Regions from separate parts of the Mus musculus genome. Here region 1 is linked to region 2. The links are chromatin contacts, called in public HiChIP or PLAC-seq maps. All regions are on one chromosome and are shown on one strand. Each heading gives the region's core, a stretch centred on a gene start, on an enhancer-like site or on the middle of the called end of the contact. The rest is flanking DNA. Distances are from core to core; before and after follow the strand shown. Region 1 has its middle 780 kb from the start of Cntn5. Region 2 has its middle 610 kb from the start of Cntn5.

The links. HiChIP or PLAC-seq counts read pairs in DNA pulled down with a chosen protein or histone mark.
Region 1: an H3K27ac HiChIP or PLAC-seq map of large pre-B cells shows a contact between it and region 2, with 2.8 times the contacts expected there. The contact joins two enhancer-like sites. A contact is called at or near these places in 2 of 15 datasets of contacts at CTCF or cohesin (large pre-B cells and pro-B cells) and 1 of 115 datasets of contacts at active chromatin or transcription factors (large pre-B cells).

What each region holds. Positions count from the first base shown.
Region 1 is chr9:11,687,209-11,691,922 of GRCm38.p6, reverse strand. No RefSeq gene overlaps it. Among named protein-coding and RNA genes, the nearest start is that of Cntn5, 780 kb to the right of the region's middle. Within about 2 kb of position 1,697, at least 5 of the 459 cell types and tissues checked have an H3K27ac peak or open chromatin away from gene starts, as enhancers often do.
Region 2 is chr9:11,511,897-11,516,180 of GRCm38.p6, reverse strand. No RefSeq gene overlaps it. Among named protein-coding and RNA genes, the nearest start is that of Cntn5, 610 kb to the right of the region's middle. Within about 2 kb of position 2,215, at least 56 of the 459 cell types and tissues checked have an H3K27ac peak or open chromatin away from gene starts, as enhancers often do.

The DNA.
Region 1 (4,714 bases), core at 448-2,947, 180 kb before region 2:
AACTTAAAGCTTTTATCTAATGGTCATCTGGTATTAAGAAAATGATTTGATTATTCAACTATGACATTAAAAGGTAATGATGCAAAATTTTAAACAGATCAGGGAGCATTTAAAGATTTTCTGCAGCCATTTATTTCAGTCACATGAAGTATGGACCCACAGGACAGCCTAGGGCCACTGTTCATGGAATGTAGGCAGACAGGGCAGGACAGCATGGGGCCACTGCTGTAGAGTTTTCTAGTGACTCTTCTTCATTTTTTTTCCCAGACAGGGTTTCTCTGTGTATCCCTGGCTGTCCTGGAACTCACTTTGTAGACCAGGCTGGCCTCAAACTCAGAAATCTGCCAGCCTCTGCCTCCCGAGTGCTGGGATTAAAGGCGTGCACACCACACCTGGCTTCTTCATTCTAAACTATAACTTACAGAGCTCAAGCTTCTGTAAGAAGGGAAGTTGAAGAATATAATTATTTAAACCCAAATGTGTTGCAAAGGGCCTGGCAGCCCAGCTGAGATCTTTATCCATTAATGTAATTTGGTACCCACATTTTGTAGAGACCAAAGCTTTTGCCCTCTGTTCTAATGTAAATTTCATGTTGGTAATAAACAATGCTTGTAGTGCCACTGTAACAATTGTTTACCATGCTTCCCACATCTCCACAGACATTCATTATTAATTGTCTCTTTACTTGGTCAGATGGGGATCAGCCACCTGGTCTTGCTTCTTGGGGCTACCATTAAACAGAAATTGCCCCAACCCACCCCGGCAACAGAAATTATAAGGCAAAAAATTTAACCTATGTAAATTATCTAAAATATTAGACAAATACTCAGGAACTATATAGAAATCTCACTATTCAAAAGAACTAAATGTTCCTGTGAAGAACCCATGTTCTTCTCCCAGCTCTCACATGATAGCTCACACCTATCTCTCACTATTTCTGAGTCCTTTTCTGGCTTCTTCATGTTGAAGTTATACACTATATATATATATGCAAACTCTCACATACAAAAAAATAAAATAAAAGTTGGTAAAATAGCCATTTCTACCTCCAATGTATTAAATATATCAAAATAGTACCCAGCATTTACAGTAAAAGAAAATAGAGATTATAATTGATTATAAAGCAAAGATAAAACCCTTCACTTATTTTTTGCAAGCACTAAGATATTGCCTTAAAAATGTTTCTTGTTGGAAACATGGATTATTTATGAATAGGCATGACAATAAATTGTGAGAAAATAAACTCATTTTCAGTCCACATTACTTTTCTTGATTTTGTAAGGCTGCAGCATCTTATTAAAGATTTAGATTAAAAATGTTAAATTTATTCTAAAGGAAAACAAAAATAAATCATAGTTACAATTTCGTAGGCCTGACAGTACCTAATTGGTTAAAAGCAGCCATAGATTAAATAAATGTTTTGCTTTGAACAAATGTGTCAAGTCGGGCTTTTCTCACACTACGGGGAGTAATAAAGTGATTCTTGAGGTGTTCATAATTTATGCATATGAGCATCACAGTCACCATGCAAATATCGTGTTCCTCTGAAGCATCTCTACTAACATCCTTGCCATGTGAACTTCCACAGATTACTCTTACCTCATGTAGAAAAAAAAAATGTTCTCATCCTCTAAAAAGTGATGGCGTTAGATTCAAAGTACCCACCCCCACAGCTGCCTGTAATGCCATCTCCAGGGGATCTGACCCTCTCTTGTGGTTTCTGTGGGCACTCACATGTATGTGGACAAACCTACACAAAGATGCAAATGCATATTATTAAAAATACAATAATCTTTTAAATCAGGACTTCCTGATTCCTGATTAAATGTGTGCTGTGTGACGATCATACAGCTTCCATATTTTGTCTCCCAGTTTCTCCTTCTCTTTACTTCTGATCCAAAACTGTACTTCTACCTACATATCTAGAGGTGACTATAGTCAGTGATTATCCAAGAGTAAAACAGCTTACGGTATGAGTCGTTTGTTGTTGTGCTGTTTCTGAAACAAAAAGCAGAGAGTACAAGTTTTTAAGAGGAAACTGCTAACTCCTGAGACAGATGTGGCAGAGTCTCTGATTAGTCCCAAGAACTGGGCAACCAAATAAAAACATGATTCAGTGGCCTTCTACAATGATCCATTTTAATGGAGATGTATTGCTATTCCTAGTACATATCAGTTTTCTTTTCTCGAAGGCACTGCTTTAAGGAACTTATATAATCCTACTCATCATAGTGTATATCCAGAAGTCTGACTTCCTTGCAAAGATACTGAGAATGTGAAATCAATTGCCCATCCCATACTTTAGTACACAAGAACATCTGGCTTTACAGCTAGACTGAAATGTGAAGCTTAATACCAGCTTGGAGATAGAACATAGAGTTTATGAAGTACTATCTTTAAGGACCCAGTGTATTTATGAACCCAAGAAGACACTCACCTGGTACCCTATACTCTTAAGAAAGAATTATGAGTTCAAGGCACTGGATAGAAGTAGGTCCCACTTAACAGCACTTCAAATGACCCACTAGAGGATTTCTTATCAGCACAAGTCTATAGTGTTGTATATTGCAGACTAAAAAGGAACCATACACTTCCTGAGCAATGTAAAACGGGTTGCATGAAAAACAGCTTCATCACAGCTGCTACCAGAACTCTATTTCCAGGAATCAGCAGGCAATTACAGAATTAACTATAGCCAAAGTTAACTGAACATGATCAGCAGAAAAGAAAAATACCACCTCTGGGGGCAGTACTGCAAAGAATATGCTCTATGAGTGCCTCTGACACATTCAGGGTTTATGTGCACATAAACCCATGTGATAAAGTCACGTTGAAAATACGCTGTTATAGAGGTTTGGTTCCTTGAGAAATAAAAGTTAGGTCATACATCTAGCCAAAGTCCAAATATGGGTGCTTTGTAAGCATAAAAAGCTCAGAAATAGCCTGTAGGAAAAAGAGGGATAGCAGTGGTATCGTCTTGCAAGTATGGATGGGCCCTACAGATAGATCCCCATCACTACATGTATCATTTCCCCTTCAAAGGGAAATGTCCATAAAAACTGAAAAACAATTGGTACTTCAATCCATGTACAGAAATGAATATACATGATGCAGGAAATTGACAGTCATGAGACTGTCAATGTAGAGAGTAAGGTTTTAATTGAATAATTTTATTATTCTTTTGAGAATTTCATGTGAAGCATTTGGACATATTCATCCCATTCAATTCTGCCCCTTACTAGCCTTTCCACTCTCTTATCATTATCCAGCCTAATTAGAGAATGTTTTGTCAGTTTCCCCATCCTCAGCTCCTCCTCTTTCTCTTCCTCCCTCTTTTCTTTCTCCTCATCCTCCATCAAATGTGTGTTTCCCAGCTAACCTTGTGATTGTCTGTGATCTTGAGAGGAGTCTCCATACTCAGAGGCAAATCATTTAAAAATAAAAACAAAAAATGACTCCCCTCTTAGTAGCTATCAGATACTAGTGGTACCTCAGCTAGTTGTAGAATTACATGTCCAGCCCCTCCCTCAGCCTAGCAATTTGTGGTCCTGGAGCTTGTATTTCTATTCTGAAGCCTGTAATTATTAAATAAGTCCTACACTCTGAAGTTCTTCTACATGTCTGCACAAAGTTCACACTTTCCTCAACAAGTGTTTGACACAGAAAACAAGGCAGAACTCTTCCTTGAACGTTGGCTACTTAGTTCCTCAAGAATCTTGACAATTTTCCTAAGCTATATTGAAGTCATCATAATTTCTTCATTTTCTATTCTGTGGGTGTTTTTAAAGTATCATTATTCCTTTACTTTAGGTTATATTTTAAAACTCTTCTCTCAGTTGTCTTCCTCAAAAATAAAGATTTTCATCACTCTTTAATAGGCAGTTCCTATAATCGCATGTGCATATGCAATTGTGTGCTCATTTAGTTTGATGCAGTACTAAAACTGGCAACCCATGAGACAGGGAACTGGAAGAGAGTATTACTACCAAAACAGACAGCAGCAGAGGATGCATCAGGATTATGTTACAAAGCAGTGTGCAGTCGGGCCTTTATCTCTTGGCAGTAGCTCTTTTCTGAGGTCCAATGTTGAAATAAAAGAAATAAGACATGGGAAGTGTCTTATTGATTGCAGATGACTTGATGGCACCATTTGTAGGACAGACACAATGTTGTCACTTACTAGGGACTGGGGCACAGTAATTAGGGAAATCAGTGAACTTGGTCTTCAGACAGTTTAATAATGGTAAACAGAAAAAAAATGTCATCACAAGCTCAAGTCGAAATAGGGATGGTAGAAAGACTAATGATAAGTGCTCTCTCTCTCTCTCTCTCTCTCTCTCTCTCTCTCTCTCTTCTCTCTCTGTTTTCCCCCTCTTCCTCCTTCCCTGATTTCTCCCCACCTCCCTTGACATTTATAGGTAAATTTTAAATAGCATGGTATGCTATTTCTGTTCTGTAGCCTCCCTCAGCCTTGAAGCAGGCTGATCCAGACTTTGATCTTGCTGTCCCTTAGATTACCTAGGGTGGAGCCTTCTGATTTAGATGGCTCTATTGTTCTGTCACCTGCCACTGCTTTCCCCCAAGACTCTGCTACCTGCTGAGAGACCCCTGAGATATTCTGGAGGCACATCCTATCATGAATGTCAGGCACATCCTATCCTGCAAGTCGCCTACAGGCTGGCTCCAGACAACAAGAATGGACTGGTAGGGGGGT
Region 2 (4,284 bases), core at 966-3,465:
GCCTCATATGATCCCGCCCCTCCAACTTCAAAATATATGCAATGATATCATTGTGGCAAATAATACCTATAAATATCTATTGGCACCTAATGATAGTTTTTTAGCATGTTCCTCGGGCTTAACCCGATATTTAGTTAATGAAGATTTATAAAGAGAAAAGATTATTGTGTTTTGGTCCAATTGTTTCCCAATGTTCGAATTCATGATTCAGATGATTTGTTAGGGTTTTGGGAAAGGGGCACAGAATTGCCCCGCAGGAGAAAAAGAGAGCCTGTCACTGCGGTGACCCTTGCGGTTGTGGTCCTCTTGGGATTGGGGGCTGCAGGGACAGGCACTGCCATTACTTCCTTAGTTACTTTCTAGCAAAATGTGCAGCACTATCATGAGCTTAATCCAGCTATTAGTCAAGTTTAGAAGATTTAAGAGAAGGTATAGATCAGTTAACAGATTTTTTGGCATCCCTTTCTAAAGTAGTGTTACAAAATAGAAGGGGATTAGATTTACTCTTTTTATAGCAGGGAGGATTGTGCATAGCTCTCAGAGAAGAATGTTGTGTATATGTGGACAAGACAGGATTAGTGAAAGATAGCCTTGCCAAGGTAAAGGTTAGCCTTGAAAAAGGAAAACGAGAATGAGAAAAACAAGAGTCTTGGTATCTGAATTGGTTCTCCACCTTACTCTGGCTATCCACCTTATTGCCTTCCATCTTGGGAACCCTTCTGGGATTCCTGCTATTAATTTCTTTTGGTCCTTGGGCTTTTCAACGGTTAACTCGCTTTGTTAAATTACAGATAGATTCTGCTCTTTCCGATAAATTTATTTGAGTCGTCTGGACACCGAGACCGACAAAAGACAACCTGCAGCTGTGACCACATCACGTGAGCCCTCACCTCGGGGAGAGAGGCTCAACTTCCATAACCTCTTAAAATAATTCGAGCTGACTTTAAAACCCCTCTCCTCATTTTTTTTGTTATTCCAGATGAATCTGCCAATTGCCCTTTCTAATTCATTGAAGAATTGAGTTGGAATTTTGATGGGGATTGCATTGAATCTGTAGATTGCTTTTGGCAAGATAGCCATTTTTACAATGTTGATCCTGCCAATCCATGAGCATGGGAGATCTTTCCATCTTCTGAGATCTTCTTTAATTTCTTTCTTCAGAGACTTGAAGTTCTTATCATACAGATCTTTCACTTCCTTAGTTAGAGTCACACCAAGGTATTTTATATTATTTGTGACTATTGAGAAGGGTGTTGTTTCCCTAATTTCTTTCTCAGCCTGTTTATCCTTTGTGTACAGAAAGGCAAAACGCTGACACCATTGCATACACTAGCAAGATTTTGCTGAAAGGACCCAGATATAGCTGTCTCTTGTGAGACTATGCCGGGGCCTAGCAAACACAGAAGTGGATGATCACAGTCAGCTATTGGATGGGTCACACGGCCCCCAATGGAGGAGCTAGAGAAATTACTCAAGGAGCTAAAGGGAACTGCAACTCTATAGGTGGAACAACATTATGAACTAACCAATACCCCGGAGCTCTTGACTCTAGCTGCATATGTATCAAAAGATGGCCTAGTCGGCCATCACTGCAAAGAGAGGCCCATTGGACTTGCAAACTGTATATGCCCCAGTACAGGGGAACCCCGGGGCCAAAACGGGGGAGTGGGTGGGTAATGGATTGGGAAGGTGGGTATGGCGGACTTTTGGGATAGCATTGAAGATGTAAACGAGGAAAATACCTAATAAAAATAAAATTAAATTAAAAAAACCCTCTCCTCTTAATTCTGAGTTCCCTGAGAGTCATACCTAATTGAAAGGAGGTTGGTATCAAAATTTGGTTGTAACTTGGCCCTCTGCACCTCCAGTCCCAGCCTCCCAAGCAGCTGAGACAACAGGAGAGTTCCAAACTCCTATGGCTCTGCCTCCCCTCCCCAAAAGATACAAAGAGCCACAAGTGTAGGCCGTGACAGCACCCATGGGAGGAATCGAGTCAATGCTCCCCCAGCCCGGTTAAAGCCCATTCATCCGATGATGAATAGACTATCCTATTACCCTTTATAAAGTCGGGGGAGATGTTAGGGGCCAAAACCAAATTCTTCGTAAAAAGCCTCAAAATGATTGCCAAACCACAAGACATAAAGTTGGGCTTCTTCCCTAAGTTGACTGGTTCAGATAAAGGTCACCAACGGGCTGTTCTGAGAGAGAGACCACAAGATGTGACAAACCCTGAACAAACAACAGGTGTCCAGACCACAAGAATGTACCTTTAGATATTCTAGTTCCTGCTTCCCGCTACAGCTGCCAAAAAAAAAAAAAAAAAAAAAAAAAAAAAAAATTACCACTGCTCCCCTCTGCCCTTCTGCGTAAGGGTTATTTCCCCTTTGTTCTTTTTGTATAAAAACTGCAACCTTTGCTGAATACAATGAGACCTTGACGAGATCCAGATTGACTCTGTGTCTTTTTTGTGCTTGATCTCCTTTTCTCTCTTGCTCCCCCTCCCCCCATTTGGTTTTCAGGAGCAGTCCCCTCGAAACCCACGAATAACTGGACCTGCTGGACGGGTCACTTGGTCCTTTCTCTAATTCAATTCTTTTTATCTAGTAGGTGTTTGCTTAAATACCTTCTTTACAGAGATTGCTACTTTGTACCAAATATTCTTACTGATGGCAAATTTCCACATGGTAATAGTTGAAGAGAATAGTGTTTGAAATTGGAGACTTTCCTGAGCATATTTTGTTGTTGTTGTTGTTGTTTTTGTTTGTTTTCTTCTCTCACATTGTTTGTAGAAATCCTCACAGTAACCTTAATACAAACCTTAGACATCAGCAAATTTGCAGTATTTAATTCACTCAACCAATTTTTACATCATTTTGGAGAACTATTTGAGACAAGATCTCAATGTTTAGACCAGAATGAAATGGGTTTGCTTCAGCACTAATTGCCAGCTTTGCATATATGCATAACCATGCTCAAAGCATTCATAATATTTTATAGATGAAATGATTGTCTTATAACTAACAGCAGAAAGAACATATTTTCAAAGATAGTGGTGTTCTGTCAATAGAAAGTTAAGAAAATGGAATGGTCTGTACATTTCAAATCTCAGCTGGCTCTTAACTTGGCAAAGATGCAGGTGTTCAGCTCAGCCAGAAATCCTCAGGTTAATTTTCTATAAAATATTCCATCATTGTCTTGATTTGTTAATAAAGGTGATTACTGAAATACTTTAATGCTTTATAATTACCCTAGTGCATTAGCTAATCATCACTGTCTGTCAGGATTCAGTGGGAAATTGTGTTGTGGCTAAAGCAAAGCTTACACTGATTAAAATATTTTTTTAAAAAATCAACTTGTAGAGGTACAATGGAATTTTGACATTCTTGTTTTGATAACTGGCATTTAGAAAGGTCCAAATATTTATTTCATTTTGTTTCTTCCCCAATATTAGAAGTTTCCTGCTATTCCTTGCCTCTTTTCCCTTCCCTTCTTAATACTATTGATCTGAGGGCTTCATTCCTCCATGGATTTCACACACATGTACAGCTTACCATCTGCCTCAGCTCTTCTGCACCAGACCCCCACACAGGATCAACTTCACTGCTCATTTCTCACTGAATAGGAACTGATTCAAGCTTCATAAACTAGGCTAGCCATGTAGGACAAGCTTTAATGGAATTCTGTAAGTCCTGTTTTTACTTTTACTTTACTTAAGTCTACTTGAACTGCTAAGCACATAATTGATGTGCATATTAGTGGCTTCCAATAAGAAAGTTCACAGATTTTAGATAGAGAATACTTTAGATTTAGGGATTTTGGAAGTTTGTGATTTCAAATTGAGTGGCATGAGTGTTGTGCACACTGCCATACTTTAACATGGAGCTGAGGGGGAATTGATAAGGCAGAGTCTAGGAAAGTAGTAGAGGTATGATACAGAAAGGAATCAAGTGATTTCTTGTTGAGAGCATTCTCCAATATTTTACAGAATTGGATATAAATTGTTATTTGATATCTACACCAAAATATCATGCAGAGAGTACCTTGGATTGGTGAGCTAAATTTGTGTAAGTGATAGAATAATAATGGATCTAAAGCAATGTAAACTAATAGCACTAGGCAGGAATCATTGCATGGCTTGTGAACAGACCCTCTTAGGCAGAGCTGGAAGTGAGAGACCAAAGATTTTCAAAACCCCTGTTTCTTAGCCTAGAAATCAGATGTCACACAAAGGAAAAAACAAAAACAAAAACAATGTTATAGAAGTAGAAGGTTAAAATTGTAAAC